Regions from separate parts of the Anas platyrhynchos genome. Here region 1 is linked to region 2. The links are chromatin contacts, called in public Hi-C maps. All regions are on one chromosome and are shown on one strand. The core of a region is the stretch at or near the end of the contact, and the rest is flanking DNA. Distances in the headings are between cores, read along the strand shown.

What was found. Hi-C and Micro-C count contacts between places; a contact is called where the count stands out from the background.
Region 1: a contact with region 2 is called in a Hi-C map of liver, with 3 times the contacts expected there. The contact joins the enhancer-like site here to the promoter of FNBP1L in region 2. A contact is called at or near these places in 2 of 8 Hi-C or Micro-C datasets (liver and subcutaneous adipose tissue).

Annotation. Positions count from the first base shown.
Region 1 is chr8:8,556,584-8,559,283 of IASCAAS_PekinDuck_T2T, forward strand. It overlaps FNBP1L (formin binding protein 1 like), which reads left to right. Exons shown (of 17, transcript XM_027462625.3): 7 at 447-575; 8 at 2,001-2,147. Among named protein-coding and RNA genes, the nearest start is that of FNBP1L, 36 kb to the left of the region's middle. Within about 2 kb of position 1,343, at least 1 of the 8 cell types and tissues checked has an H3K27ac peak or open chromatin away from gene starts, as enhancers often do.
Region 2 is chr8:8,520,684-8,523,488 of IASCAAS_PekinDuck_T2T, forward strand. It overlaps FNBP1L (formin binding protein 1 like), which reads left to right and starts at 1,261. Exons shown (of 17, transcript XM_027462625.3): 1 at 1,261-1,475. The coding sequence starts at 1,452.

The sequences.
Region 1 (2,700 bases), core at 93-2,592, 36 kb after region 2:
TTTGTATGATTATCATCAGTATTTGCACAACATCTTTTGTATAAAATGATGTATAAAATATGTTTTCCTATTACATGCAAAATCAAAGGTACAGTAAAATGTAAGAGTGCAGAGAGAGTATGCTTCATTATTCTCAAGATGATGCTGAGTCAGTTATTTTCTTCTTTTTCACTTCTATGTTTTTGGATATGTATTTAAGCAGTGTGGCTAAAATGACCGTTGCTTTCTCTATATGTAACTAGATGTAAGTTGTCAGTATAAATTAAGGGTTGCATTCTTTCTATTTCAATTATAAGGGCATAAATTTCAATGATGATTTTGATTAGTGTTTTTACATAGTTGGTGGTAAGGTAAATTATAATAATGCTATAATGCTATCATATAATAATGCTAAATATCATTGAAAAACACAAGACAATTTTGAATTGATAACACTTTCCTACTAGGCTAAGCAACAGTTAAACCTGCGCACACACATGGCTGATGAAAACAAAAATGAATATGCTGCACAACTACAGAATTTTAATGGGGAACAACACAAACATTACTACATTGTCATTCCTCAGATTTATAAGGTAAAAAGTAAGAAAGTATGACTGGTGTTCTTTAAAGGGGGAATTAGCTTTTATATGTCTCTCTCTCTCTCTTTTTTTTTTTAGTGTTATAGTAGATCATTTTATGAGGAAATTAACATAATCTGATACAGTCTGCATTTTATCACAAGACTTGTTGCTTTCAGTAATTATGCTTAGACTTGCAATGGAAATACTCTTGAGTTTTTTTTATTAAAGTTTTATATTTTAGAGATGTGAAGTATTACTGAAAGGTACAGTAAAATAAAAATTTGCAACAGGAAAGCAAATGTTTAAAACAATCATTTTAGTAGGGTTTGATAACTAGTTCTCTCTTTCTTTTTTTTTTTTTTTAATGCATTGATCTCAGTAGAGTTGTAGAAAAGGACTGGAAAAGGACTATTTCTAGGTGCTTTGTATAACTATTAAATTTTGTTTGATGCTTTCAAAAATAGAGGCTTTCCAACATTAGTTTAAAGTAAAATAGTTGGGGGCCATCAGCTGAGGGAGCATTCAGACACCTAGTGGTCTGTATGTTCAGCCATGTGGCTGTAAAAACTGATTCTGAGACGTGGAATTAGGAAATGAAAGTGAAAACGCTGACTTCATTTGAAGATGTATCAATTTAAGAATGCTTCATATTTTCTCAGCTGATTAAAGAATTTGTTACTATTTTAAGTGGTAAGCAGCACTTCAGCAGATCTGTTATTACCAAACTGAGGGAGTTATTGCAGTCAAGTCCTGGGAGAAACAGCTTGGTTGACCTTGTATCTTGGATAAGAGTTTTTGTTTATTGCCATATTTCTAGGGTTAAAGTCCATTATCATTGTGAGATGTATGTTTTCTGAAATCTCCAGTAAAAACATGAAGTCCTAGTCCTATTTTTTCTTGGGACTACATTTTTTTTATTACTTCCTTGAGAGTGTTGGCTATACATTATACAAGGTATTAATTGGAGAGGATAAAAGTAAAAGCAAAGTTAAAGAAGATGAGATTTCAGGTGGATATACCTATCACCAGAGAAATTATTTTGAAGTGGAAGGAGAGAGTGAGGAGATGTAGAAACTAGTAGAATTTTTTCATTATAGTTTCCATTTTTGCATGAAACAAATATTTTTAACAAGTAGGTGGTTGTAGGCATTATACACAGGCTTTAAAAAAGAATAAAGAGTCCAGTCCTTCACACCATTTAACAAATGAGTATTGACTCATTGTAATCGCTGTTCTGTGCATCTTAAGCCTATGTCTGAAATGACTTATTTTTTTTAAACTTAATTAGCTTCTGTTTTGTAAGGGAAATAAAAAACACTGGGAAAGCACAGAAATTCTGTACTACACTGTGGTGACCACAGTAACTGCATACATCAGGATCAGGAAAAAATCCATAAATAAAAACTTCAATAAAATAATCCTTCTTTGTGCTTGCAGCAACTTCAAGAAATGGATGAAAGAAGGACCATCAAACTCAGTGAATGTTACAGGGGCTTTGCTGACTCTGAGCGCAAGGTTATTCCGATAATCTCTAAATGCTTAGAAGGGATGATCCTTGCAGCAAAATCAGTTGATGAACATAGGGTAAGTAGAATTGAGCTTCTTATTAAATGCACATGAGTAAAGGAACTGATACAGATGCTGTGGAGAGTGACATCACTGTTTAGTCTAAATGGTAGCTTCAACCATTGCTGGTGTCTGTTTTCTTCATGTTTTATTTCTTTCCTTTGATCTGAAGATCTTTAACCATGTTGTGTATGATTTTGGACACATAGCATTGGGTATCATGAAACATCCCAGAATACCAGCATGGTTGGTATCTTCTCCGGTATGCATGAAATCGTACAAAAGAGTGTTCAGTTAACACCCTGTTAGATCTTACTGTATCTAGTTTCTGAGTGTTACCTTAATTTCAGTGCTAATGTTGAAGGATTAGACGGTGGAGTAGTAGCTCGGGCCTAAACCATGTTCTGTTTTAAATCTGTGAGAACCAGAGGGGACTATTTGCTGGGTTCTGAATAGCAGGGTTTACTTTGATTTGCACTGTTGGTAACACTACCGAGAAAAAAGAATATATGCCGTCTTACATTGATCTATCTTCAAGCATGCATTTTGTGTTCTCTGTTTCCCACCTGTG
Region 2 (2,805 bases), core at 11-2,510:
GAAGTAAAGGTGAAATGTACCTGTGTGTAAACACACCTGAGATACGTATGATTGCTCTTTTAGGAAGAAGTATGGGTCAGAAGCAAACTAAAAATCAAACTTTATTGAACAAGTAGCTAAGCAAAGAGTTGATCTAAGTTTTTCTTCCTAATCCTCAAAAGCATGTGAATTGAATGAGTGTGTCTGTGTGTGTGTGTGTATATGTGTGTATATATATATATATATAAATATATATAATTATGATTACTTTTCTTATTCATCAGTGCTTCATTACCAGAATCCTCAAAATGTTTTCAGCCTGGTGAATGTTTTCAGTAACATGCAATGTACAAACTGTTTGAATTAACATCTGTTCAATTGAAGTGAGCCCAAGTGTGGAATTTGAGCCCAAATCTGGGGTTTTGTGACCACTGGCTTGCTAAAACATCCTCTCCGTCGGCCACCACAACACGTGGCAGAATTGTTCAGCTTGGGGTTTCCCACAGACCAAATGCATTTCTAGTGTAACGTGACTGGCTCCAACACTTCACTCCAGAAATAACATCGTTGACCTGTGATCTCATCTGCTTATTTTGATAATTCACATTATCTTACTGTAATGGTTTCATATCTAAAAGAATTTGCATTTTGCTCTCCTAAGGAAAAAGATTAAATGTCAGCTAAGCATGATGTGAATGAGCAGTACCTGGAAGGTGACTTTGGAAACGAAAAGAATTATTGGGCTTAAGTCACTTTGTTTTCATGATGGAGACTGAGCACAACAGCAATATTTTCACCACGTCCTTGCTGCAATTTTTGAGTAAAAATGGGAGGAAAACCAAAACTTGATGCTCTGAGGGGAATTCTGACGGCTCTCCAAACCTCTGCTTTCTATCAGCTTTCGAAACGGACATTTTGGTGGAGAAATGGCGAGGATTTAACACCATTTCCTCGCCAGGCGCTGAGGAAATTCCCGGCGGGGCCCGAGAGCCGCTGTGCCCGGGGCCGCTCCCGCCGTGACTCAGCGCCTGCCCGGCCGCCCTGAGGCGCGGCGCCGAGGGCCGGGGTCTCGCTGCGCGGGCTCTGCCCCCGGGCGTCGCCTCAGAGCCGAGTGGGGCGCGGCCGCTCCCCTCCCCCCCACACACACCCCGGTTTCGGCCAGGAGCAGCGCCCGGTACCGGGCGGCGCCTCGGGCCGGGGGGGGCGGCAGGCGCGGCGGGAGGGAGGCTTTGCGCCGGGCCTCCCCCGGGAGCGGCGCCTCGGCCCGGCCCGGCCCCGGCCGAGCCCGCCCCTCTCCCAGTCTCCTCCGCGGCTCCCCCTCCCCGAGCCGGGCGGGGCCGCAGCTCGCAGCGCCGCCGCTCCTTGTGCCGCCTCTCCCCGCTGACCGAGGGCACCGCCGGGACCCTCTCCGGCCGCCCCCCCCCGTCCCCGCCGCCGCCTCAGCCGCAGCCGGCGCTGCCCGCGGAGCCGCCATGAGCTGGGGCACGGAGCTGTGGGTGAGTGTCGGCCCGGCCGCTCCGTGTGTCGGCACCCGCCGCCTCCCCCCCCCCCCGCCCGGCCGCTTTGTTCGGCGCTGGGGAAGGGCGGCGGCACCGGCGGAGGGACGGGGGGGCTCGGGGCGGTGTGAGGGGGAAGCGGGGCGCCGAGGCGGGGCTGAGGGGCGGGCGCTCGGCGGGCAGCGGGGCCGGGGGGCGGCCGTGGCGGGGTGCGGGGGGGTCCCGGTGGCGGCCCGGGGTCGCGGCGGGCCCGGCTTTGTCTGCGGCGCCGCCCCCGGGGGGCTTCTCCGGAGGGAACCTTCCAGAGCGGGGGCGGCCGGCGGGGGGAGCGGCAGGGAGCGCTGAGGGGGCTCGGCGGGCCCCCTGCGGACCGGGGCGCGAGGCGCGCACACGCCCTGAGGAAAATATTCCCCCAAATATTCCCCAGGATGTTCCTCCAAATATTCCCCCAAAACCGGGTGCAGCGGCCGCGGCTCGGCCGTGCCGCCCCTCGCGGCTCCGGCAGCCCCTTTGTCCCGCACGGCTGCGGCAGCGCTGGGCGCCGGGAGCGGCGCTGCCTGGCGGGGGGGATTTAGGGCGGGTCGGGATTTGGGGGGCTGCAGCAGCCCCGCGTCCCCCGTGTCGTGTGGGGAAGCGGGTCGTTAAGGCTGGCAGAGGTCTCCGTGATCGCCTGGTGCGGCCGCCCCTACCCGGGAGAGGTTTTGGGGCGGCGCTGGGGAGAGTCGGGGGGTGCCTTGGAGGAGAACGCTGAATTTTCGTCTGTGTGTACTTAAATTCCTATCGCTTCAGAAACCAGGCTTTCAGTTTGCTCGTCTCTGTTCCTTTGGGCAGCCTCTGAATTTTGTTTTCTTTGTTCGGCTTGTGAATGATAGCTCAGGTTTTGTGTTCTGTCTGGTGCTCAGCATTGTGAGGAAACACGTCAGAAATACATACAAAAATATGGATTTCAACTTCAGGCTTCATTTCAAGAAAAGGCAAATTTATTTACGGCATCATCAAACTGCCTGAATTTTATCTAGACCTACTACATTTTTTTTCCTAAGTCACTAATTCCATTGTGCTGGTTTAAAGAAATAAACCCAGATGTTTAAAATAAAAGTTCTATGCTACTGCTTTTATTTCAGCAAAATTCAATATGCTTTTTCGTATTATTAGGAGATAGCTATTTCCTTAAGGTATGGACACAGATTTTATATATATATATATTTATATATATTTATATATATTAAAAATATATATTTATATATATATATTCATATATATATATATATAAAAAATGGTCTGTTTGTAGGCATATAGCTAGCTTCTCTGATTTAAGTTTTTATATTGA